Regions from separate parts of the Rattus norvegicus genome. Here region 1 is linked to region 2. The links are chromatin contacts, called in public Hi-C maps. All regions are on one chromosome and are shown on one strand. The core of a region is the stretch at or near the end of the contact, and the rest is flanking DNA. Distances in the headings are between cores, read along the strand shown.

Region 1 (5,213 bases), core at 1,847-4,346, 180 kb before region 2:
TTCGGTCCCCAGCTCCGGGAAAAAAAGAACCAAAAAAAAAAAAAAAAAAGATTTACCAAGAACTTTAATATTTGTACATTCTAACTTTAGATTTTTACCAGTCTTGTTTGTTTTGCTTAAGTGCAGTCTTGTTCTTTGAGAAGGCAAGATGCTGATGTGTGTGGGGCACATTTAGCACATCGGAAAGTTTTCAACTGTTAGATTCTCAACAAGGCTAAATCTAAGTTCTAGGCGTGTCTGTGCACTGTTTGTGAGTTCAGCATTGTAAGCATCAGTGTAAGGTAAAGCCCATCCCTCTGTGACATCAGCGATTAAAGAACCTTAAAGAAAAAGGTTATACCTGGTTTGCTCTTAACTCCACTTGAGCCCTGCAACCCAGCCGTCTCAGCCACACACTGGTTTCCAATGATTCAGATGCAGCAAGGTCTTTGCCTTGGTTGTGATGTTCATATCTCAGTGACTGACTGAGTTGGAATTAGACTAAGCACAATCTTGACAGTGTTCCTGGATAATGTTAAATGCGTAAGCAAAGTGTCCCTCCCAATATTTAAAATTGAAGTTTCACACATAACTTTAAGTCACTGTAATAACTTTAAGAGAGTATTCTCTCTGCCCTTCCCACCATCTCTGTCGGTCTGTGTTTGTACCCTTCTGTCCCTGGTATTATTCCTTCCACATCCATGTCACGAGTTCTATTACTCTCCTCACCCTTACCAAAAACCTCTGTGGACTGTCATGTCCTTCATCCACACTCATCCCATCTAGCTATGTCTATAGAAAAGTTAGAGCTAGGATCTGCATATAAGAACAAGTTGTATTTGACTTTGAGGCCATTAAGTGATTTGGTACAATCTTAGTACTCCATTGAGAAGGGAGAAAACCTATGTCCAGTTTCTTCTTCTAGAAGTAGCCCAAGAAAAAATTTTATTTATACTTGATAGACTCATAAGGTAAGAGGGACTAACTGCAATATTTTATCTCCTAGATCATGCACACACATTGCAGGTGTACTTGGACTCCCTTCAGTATCAGTTACTTTCCTGTCTCTTTGATAAAACACCTTGACCAAGGCCACTTAAAGAGGGAAGGGTTAGTTATGGGGTTGCAGTTCCAGAGACATCACTATTAGTGTGGAGAATCATAGCAGCAGGCAGCCATAACTGGAGCAGCAGCCAGGAGCTCACATCTTGAACCACAAACAAGAACTAGAGACAGCAAACTGGGGATGGTGAGAGGCTCTTAAACCTCACAGCCCTCTGCCCCAGTGATGAACTTTCTTCTCCTTGACCACACCTCCTAAGCCTCCTCAGTCAGTCAGTCCCAATTGGGAATCAGGTATTCAAATTCTAAGATCACGAGTGACTTCTCATTTAAGCCACCAATGTCAGTGATGCTGTTTGGACAGGCTTAAGAAGTGTGGCCAAGATGGGGGATGTCTGTCCTCGGAAGCTGGCCTTAAATAATGCATCTTCCAGTTTAAAGCTTCATTGGCATAGAGATATTCTAGGTGAATTCTGCTGTGGTATTTTATAAGAGAGTCCATGTTGAATACTGAATTTTGCATACCTGCCCAGAAGCAAATCTGCTTCTGCAGCTTGTGGTCATAACAGCTAAAGCTCTGAGTGAGCAGACTCCTTACCTCAGGGCCTCTCTCTTCAGCTGCCTCTGCTCCATCTGTCCAGGCACGCTATTCCCCCCACCCCCACCTCCTCTTCAAGCCATTCCACCTCCGGTTCTTTACAAATGATCCTTTTTTTTTCCTTTTTTCTTTTTTTTCGGAGCTGGGTACCAAACCCAGGGCCTTGCGCTTGCTAGGCAAGCGCTCTACCACTGAGCAAATCCCCAACCCCCTTTACAAATGATCTTACCCATGAAGGACTCCTAGACCGTCACATGACCATTCTCTTCTCATGTGTTCTCACCTCCACATGTAGTGCTCCCTGGCTATGCTGTCATCTAATGTATAAGGTGGGTCTCATGAGTGGGCTTTATGTAGCAACATTTGCATTGTTAAAAGATAATTCAGTAATATTTTGGCTTAGTCCAATATATCTAAAATAGTATTCTCTCAAGACTTGAGTATGAAATCGCGTGCACGATAAGCTCACAGGTGCATGCATGCACATGTGTGTGCCCATTTGCAGTCACATGAATGCCAGAGGAGGACATCACATATCCTTTTGCACATCTTTCTTACTTTTTGAGACAGGGTCTCTCACTGCTTTAGCTAGCAGCAAATTCTAGGGACCTACCTGCTTCCACTCCCTAATACTGGGGGTGTAGTCATGCACAGCCATGCTGGCTTTATGTGGATGCAGTGGTCTCAAATATAGGCCTTTGTGCTTGAATGGCAGATGCTCTTCTCCATTGAACCATCCCCCTGCCTTGTTAAAGACACTATTAGGAGATACTTTGTATTCTTTTGTTTTGCACAGTAAGTCTGACCATCTCTTAAAGCAAGCACATCTCAATCTGGACTAGTGATGGGAAATCTTTAGGTTTTATTAATGTGTATAAATGTTTTGCCTGCGTGTATTATGTCCGCAGGGTATGCCCTGGTACCTGCAGAGGTCAGCAGAGTGTGTCAGATCCCTGGAACTGGAGCTGCACATTGGCGTGTCCTGAAAACCAAACCTGGATTCTCCACAAGAACAAATGTTTTTAACCACTGAACTACCTTTCCAGCCCCACTAGCAACATTTTAAATGTGCTAAGTCACATGTAGCTCATGGCTACTGCAGGAGACAGCACAGATCTGAAACCACCATCTACTCACTCTGTCCCGCTACTCCATCCCTACAGAACTTGTTAGGCTTTGGAGTTTTCCTGTCTGTGTCTTGACCAAACTCTATTATTTTCCTGCTTTCGAAATATAAAGTCCCTAAGACCGAGGGCTTCATTTTATTATGTCATGACCACCAAACTCAGTACACTGTCAATCTTAAATACTTGGCAAAAGGATTTCAGTAAGAAACCATTCGTTGTATTGTTAAACCAATGGAATTTGCATATGGTTTCTGTTTCTCAGTCTTTCCTCCCTACTGATATCTTCCAGATAGGGAGGGGAAGGCTTACACATAATACTGACTGTGCAGAGTGGCATTTCCTTTCACATTTCAGGCTTTAGCAGAAGTGGCCTGTGTTGTCTGGACCTCCCACGGCCTCCAGTGTTGATTGGACTTGAGATTGATCCGTAGGGAAAGGACTCTCTGCTCCGCCTTTGAAGGAGTCCACACTCCTCTTGCACCAAGCAAGAAGAAAAACTTCAGAGCAGCCCTCAGGGATTTTCCTATCTTTCCCCATTAAACATTACAGAGGTAACTGTCTATTGTTGTCATTTTAACCAACGGGCTGTGGTCAGTTGTAAGCCTCGCAAACTACCAGAAGGCCTGGAGTTCTGGGGATTTCCCTCCATTGCTGCTCTGGAGAGGATCCAGGTTGGCTGTCAACCTTTGTGTGACAGTGGACAATGGGCTCAGATCTGTGTGTGCTCTTTGCTTCCATTGTAAAAGGAAAGTCACAACTACAGTTTACGCCCAGGGTAGGAGTATGGAGAACAGAACTACAGAGGCCCTCATGCTCAGTCAGGTAATACGGTGGCTTGACTACCACCTAAGCTGCTGTCCAAAGTGCAGACAGAGTGTTGGAGGAAAATCCAGTATTATAAGTCGAATGGGACAAGCAAGTGGGCTTTAGAAAGAAGTCCTGCTCTTTCTATACTTAGGCTTATGGAAGTGTTTCCTGATTCATCCTGCCCTTCCTTCCCACCCCTTCTTCCCCCATTCTGTGATCTCTGAATTATACTGCAGAGCAAGCTTAGCTTGGGATTGACTGAAAACCTAATAGAAAAATGGCCACATTTAATATCGGTCTATTCAACTTCGAGCTCATCCATTCACTAAGAGATAGACCTTTGTACTCCTACTGTGTGTAAGAATTGGAGATGAGAACAGAAAGAAACCCTTGAAGGGGCTTCCATTTCAACATGTGGCACGTTCAGTGAATAACAGTTTAATCATTCAGTTAGCCATGATGAGTTCCCTGAGCCAAGTCATTGTTTGCAGTAGCAGGCTGTGTGCACTAGGGGGCAAGGAAACATTTTCCTACATTTCTTTTGGTAAACCACTGAATGGTGAAAAAAAAAAAAATAAACCCAGTGTCTGTGAGCTTTGACCTTTGACCTTCACGTTGAATGAATGAGGAATTAGCGAATGAAATCATACCATGTTTGGAGGCCATCGCCTTTCTAATCTTATTGAAGCATTACAAAACCAAACAAGCCAATCTCTTAGTGAGTTTCTAGGTATAATTTAATGTACTCTGAATTAAAGAAGCAGCATTAACCTGTCAGTGAAGTCTCAAGATGACGGTGTACAAACAGCAGCAAAACATATTTCAGGGGATTTCTCAACATCTTTAACTCTAGTCTCAGGGACTAAAAGGGGACACACAGTATAGGAAATAGGGTCCTCAGCATCCTCCAAGGCTGCTTCCCTACTAGCATGGGTAGGGAACAACCGAAGAGAGACGTTGGAATCTTAACTATGTGACTGGTAGGTCAATGCCATCTGACTTGATAAGCCATTGCTGGGAACAGAGTGAGATTTCCTCCTGCAGTTAGGTGTTACTAGGTTTTTGCTGAACTTCTGGAAGCTGTGTTTCCAACACATGATAAATAATGATACCTCTAGGGGAAACAGAAAAATAGACAAGGCTACTCATTACTGCAAATTGGTCGTGGACCGGGCGGTGTAAGCCTCACACTGATCATATTACAGCGATTGCTGCAGATGGCAGTCCTATGCCAGTCACGAGGAAAAGCAAATAATTAGCAGATGTCACCAGTGCCAATCTGTTGGTGTTCAAAAATGGAACAAGTGAATCAGCAAACTATTTAGGAAAGTAAGGCTGTGCCAGTCATTCTGTCATGAGAAGCCTTGTGTGAACAGTATGCCCTATGTGTCATTAGGGTGTTTGAGCATGACCATGAGAAAGAAAATGGAGGCCTGTGCGTCCAGCATAATGAGGAGAACCAGCTATGCTTATAAGTACCACACTGTGCAGAAGCCTTTTAACTCTCAAACAGTATGTAAAGCAAATGACTAAGGCAATGTCTCACTGTGATTATTGTCACTGTCACCATTAAAAGCAAATGACACAGTTTAAAGTGAGACACAGCTCTCCTCTCTAGATGCGCCGATGACAGACGATGA
Region 2 (5,356 bases), core at 803-3,302:
GCACTGGAATGACTCTACACCTGACTTCACCTGACAGGCTGCAATCTAAACACAAGTGCACTGAAAATGGTAGTTAATATTACCTTCAGGCTATGTGTATGTAGAAGGCGTACACAGATACAGGACTACAGGTGAATTTCATGTCTAGAGGCATGTCCTATCGCCGAGAGATGTCGTGTACATTTGCAGATAAATATGAAACATTCATGGTATGATTTTGGATACCAGCTACTCAACCTGAATTACCGTGGAGGTCCCTTGCAAGCCTGGGAGAGACGTGTTATACCTACTTCATGGAGGAGAAGAGCAGGAGTAGAAGCATTAAACTATGCTTAAGAAGGATCTGAATCCAAGCCTATTCAACTACAAAGGCCATCACGTTTTATCACGTAACCATAAGTGAGCCGACTGTGTTGTTTCTCAAGGAGCTTTTATTTTATGCTCTTGATGAGCAGAGGAGGAAGGGAGGGGAGGGAATGTTTGTGAGGATTAGGAAAGGTTTTCCAGGACCTAGTCACCATTCCATTCATTCGTCAACACAAGCCTGTACTGAGTGCCAAACCCTCATGTTCCCTTGATACATGAGACACGAGGGGGAAGGATGCACCGCACTGCCCCCAGGAGCCCTCCGTCTCTTGGGAAAGACAGTCCAGTGTGACAAATAAGGAAGGAAACAGGAAGCCCAGACAGGCACGAAGGGAGCGGCGACCTATATGGAATACCAATACCACGGTTACTACTTAACCTTGTGGCTCTCTCAAGAAAGTGATCTGCAAGCCCAACATGAAAACAGAGAGAAGCCGACTGGACACGGAGTAGAGGGCAGAGCAGACTGAAGGAGGAAACCAACCAGACGCCTTGCTGGCCAAGGGCTGATGGCATCACTAACCAGCCAGACCAGAGGCCGAAGGCTAGGCAGCCTGGAACAGGCATCTTTAGACAACCCCGCCTCACTGATGCTTCTTAATTGGGAAAGGGGACCTGGTGCTACTTTTCAGGGGCTTCCTCCCTCCACCAGGAAGCAATTCTGTCTCCATAGTCAGTGTTCCTCCCTCTTCCATAAAAAAGGAGTGCTTACACAATGCCTTTGTCCTTCCTGAAGAACTTAGCCTGCATCTCTGTGTATTCGTTCAGCCATGCTCACACAAGTCTTTGCAATGCGGCCCCGCTGAGATGTAGACCTCAGTGTACTTACTGGCCGTGAGCGTGAGCCGGGGTGAGGCGTTAACTACTACTCTGTGCCTCAGGTGTTTCCTGCTCTCAGATTTCTGAAGAAATTCAGTCCACGTCGTGGGCGAGGGGAGAAAAAAGGGAAAGGGAAAAGAGAGAGAATGAGTCTAGAAAAACTGTATGTAGCAACTTACAATGTTCGTTATTAGCTGGATGTGGAATCGAGTGCCTATACTTCCCAGCACTGGGGGGGCGGGGGTGGGGGGGGAGCTCTAAGGGCAGCCTGGACTGCGCAGTGAAAGAACCAAAAGAACCAAAATCAACACCAATGAAAGGTCCATTACTGTTACCACATTGTTATTGTTTCCACTTAGTGACCCTAGGCAGTGGCTTTTTAAGACAAATCAATATGCAGGTAAACAAGAGTAGACAGCAGCAGGAACTGCCCTAGGCAGTGAGGACAAAGTTATACATCCAGGTAAATCAAACATGTCTCCAGCTACAGGCTGGTGGAGACGTGGGCTACTCCCCACTTGCTCCTAATCAGTGTGACAAATGCATAAAAAGGAAGAGACGGAGCTACACCGAGTCTCCTACAGAAGGAGGGGAGACAGAAGCAAAGAAAGCTGTGCAGGTACCGACGTGTACAGTGGGAGGTGAGAGGGCTGACGGAGTTAAAGCAAGCTTGGCTATGATAGAGGAGGAGGTAGGGTGGGGGTGGGGTGGGGGTGTCAAGGCACCAGGTATCCTAAACCAGGCACAGTCGGGATCACCCCCAAAAAGAAGGGAACTGAGGATATCTAAGCATAAGGAATGGGTGAGCATCTGAGCCTGGAGTAGCATCTACAGCAAGGGAGGAGTGGAACCGCACACAGGCTGGGCCTCAGACAGTGGCGGCTATTCAACATGACCTCAATCCAGCTGGCTGGCTCAGCCTGGGGAGGGCCTCTCTGTGCGCAACATTGTTTCTTTTAGGGAAAAGAATATTGCTTTAATTTCAAAAACGCTTCAGAGAAGAAAACGCTTGAGAAACCTGTTCCTCAAATGAATTTTTCCTACAGTATGTGAGGCTGTGTGAGCTTCTGGATTCTGAGGGTGGGAGGGGGGAGCGAAGGGGAACGGGGGAGGGGGGGAGACAACAGAAACCCAAACCCCGCCTCTAGAGGATTGTGAAGATGAAAAAGCAACTTCACTTCCTTCTGAAAAGATTGGAAGGTTAGTCAGAAAACTTGCCTCCAAATCTGCCCTATCAGGTTCAGTTCTGCACATTTTTCTCAAGTGGTGAGCGCTATCCACTCAGCACGTGCTGGCAGCGCTCCTGTGCCAAGCACCGTGGAAGTTCCTTAAGCATGTTATTTGGTTTTGACAACCCTTCCAAGTAGACATCACAATCCTCATTCAGGTGAGGACACTGAAACACAGGAGGTAGGTGGATAGTCCATCTATCGGTGGCAAACAGCTGCCACTGACACACACACAGAGACAGAGAGAGAGAGAGAGAGAGAGAGAGAGAGAGAGAGAGAGAGAGAGAGAGAGAGCCCAGAATCAGGGGTGCTCCAAAAGCAGGTCACACAACCGTTTCCCTGGATGCCTGGATGGATCAATAGACACTTAAGCCACTTAGACTCTGTCTTCTGCCTTAAAAAACAAATCTCTTAATGGAGCAGCTGGCTCAGGTAGCAGGTGCTCTAAATCTGTGCTGTTTGTCTACACTCGTCCCTTCCCCTGCACACTAGCCTTGTTCAAGTAGTGGAACAGGACAATATTTTCTGCATGCTCCTCAAGTGTATCATTTTACATGGCTGAGGAATCGTAATACCACACAGCCATAAGTCAATATTTACACTCATGAGTTGGAGGCTGATAAACTGAGCTGGAAACAGCATGAATGGCCAGCTCTGGAACGGTGGGAGGCACCAGTCAAACAGCAGCAGAGCCCATAAAAGTTCCACAGAGCTGTGAGTCAACAGGAAGAAATTTCGTACATGCCGAGGGCGACTGGGATGGCTGCGACCTCGAGAGGCTTGCCTGACTTCAGATCTTCCTTCCCGGTTTGACTACATGAATCACAAGCACACAACTAGTCATATTTATGAGCCTTCGCCCCTTCCTGGGACTCCCTTGGAAACAAACAGCAGAACCACGAACAATGTGTTTTCTAAGTCAGAACACTACCCAATTAGTCTAAGCGAAGTTGCAGTTAAGGAATTCCATCCAGCCTGACTCAGGACTTCACCCTGGTGACACCGAAACAAACAAGAGACCCTGCAGAGAGCAAGGATGATGATGACCCTGGTGAGGGGCAGATCCTATACTTGGATATTTTTCTGAACCCCCCGATGCTGAGGTGTAAAGTTCAGTAGTCAGCCTTTTAGAAGGTCTAGGGAGGTAGAGGACTTGTTTATGCATAACCATCACAAAGATGGATCATGAAAAGGTAAAAAGAAAGACTTGTACCATCCTGAACCACAGACATGGAAACTGGAAACGGCAGGGAATTCCATGCTCTGTGGCATTTTTTTTTTATATCTGCTTTCAAAAACCTCAATATCCTTCTGCCGTATACCGTAAATAGTTCGAACTGACAACAGACTCATCTTATGTGTGCACAGTCAGATAGACATATACAATATACACGAGATAATTTGTAGATGTATATGTACAAACCAACACCACTCATCAGACGTTGCCTAAGTCCTATATACACGCTAGCATGCTGGTTAGGCCTTACAACTACACACTATGGTTTGAGGTCTTCAGTCCCAGGCTACACGAGAGGCAAATGGAGGTGAGTTGCTCCAGGGCAGGCAGGAAATAGCAGGCAGGGATAGAGTCTGACTCACTGAGGGCAGCCTCTGTGAAAAACACTGCTAAATTCTCTGGGCTATGAGGGATGTCTGGCCTGTGGTTTCAGCTGCCTTTATTGCCCACATTAGACCCTTCTCCATCCTATACAACAGCACATCCATGCATAGCCTCATATGAAAGAATGCAGCATGACAGATGATTCCAGAAGCACACCTCTATCCTATGACCTTCAATATATATAACGTCCAAAGGCTACCATTCCGATCCTTATTCTGTCTCCAATCTTACCTTTTTACCTACTAATACCAGAGATGAAGTCTTAGGTAACTGATATCAAGCAAGAACTAAAGAAAGACCATGTGAAAAAAAATCACATATGTTTCCCAACCGTTTACACTGAGAAGAAAAAAAATGGCTGATGCCCAGGGAAAGCTGATCCCTTAGGGGCAGTAAGCATTTTCTTTGTTTGTTTCTGCTTCTGTGTCTACGGTTTCTGTCCTCTTCCGTCTTCAGAAAATCTCCCGAGCATCCAGAATCCCTAACCTTTCCACTCTTCCCCTTTTTGCAGGGTTCAAGTGGCCAAACGCTTCACAGGCCTTAAGAGAAGCCAACTGCTCTGTGGTCTTTGGCGGCGTGCCCAAAGGTTGACTACTGCAGAAACTTTTTACTGTACTCAGCCGAAGTAAAAGATGAAGACGAGAGAAAAGTAGGCAAGAAAAATCTTTTAAACTCATTTCTATGTTCCCTACCAAGGGCAGCTAATTATCTTGGAAAGGTTTGGGTGCCAACTGCCGTTCCCTCCCTTAACAACTGGTCCTAAATCTCTTTCACAGTCTGAGTTTTTGAGATGAAAACAATCCCTAGTTCTCCGGCTTTCCTTAATGAGGAAATATATGTCGTTTCTACGAGAATCAGCTTCTCAAAAACATGAAAAGCTCACTCAAGAGGCCTCATCCGAGAGGCAGGACAGGAAAGCAGGAAGCTGAGGTTGGGGCCTTCCTGCACAGCACAAAAGTAGATAGCCTCCCTCATCAGTCTTCATGGACACGGGGGCATAGCAGTCTTCCTATATCCTATATGCAGCTTGTTCTCTGGGCTTTGAGGAGAGAATGGCTGGCTTGGAGGACATCTTATAGAAGCATCTGCCTGCTAAAAGATCATCTGCTTCCCCCTTCCAACTTCCTCCCCTCCCCACCCTCACCCCTGTGCTGCCACCATTGAATTGCGTGGGATCCGACCCTAAGCCCTAGAACACAGCCTTATCCAGCTCATCCTGTGGCTGGACCCATGTGAGCCCTGAGGTTACTCAGTCAGCTGCAGTGCAGGAATGTTCTCTTCGCCCCATCTCTAAAGACTTTGTGAAAAGAAAGTTGGGATT

The links. Hi-C and Micro-C count contacts between places; a contact is called where the count stands out from the background.
Region 1: a contact with region 2 is called in a Hi-C map of Schwann cells, with 6 times the contacts expected there. The contact joins two enhancer-like sites. A contact is called at or near these places in 3 of 12 Hi-C or Micro-C datasets (the Rat2 cell line, Schwann cells and mammary epithelial cells).

The regions. Positions count from the first base shown.
Region 1 is chr1:25,203,639-25,208,851 of GRCr8, reverse strand. All of the region lies in intron 2 of 1700020N01Rikl (RIKEN cDNA 1700020N01 gene like), which reads left to right. LOC134484974 (a long non-coding RNA gene) reads right to left here and starts at 225. Exons shown (of 3, transcript XR_010062837.1): 1 at 99-225. Within about 2 kb of position 3,096, at least 31 of the 93 cell types and tissues checked have an H3K27ac peak or open chromatin away from gene starts, as enhancers often do. A contact at or near this core is called in Schwann cells, where this site is marked.
Region 2 is chr1:25,023,162-25,028,517 of GRCr8, reverse strand. No RefSeq gene overlaps it. Among named protein-coding and RNA genes, the nearest start is that of 1700020N01Rikl, 190 kb to the left of the region's middle. Within about 2 kb of position 2,052, at least 49 of the 93 cell types and tissues checked have an H3K27ac peak or open chromatin away from gene starts, as enhancers often do. A contact at or near this core is called in Schwann cells, where this site is marked.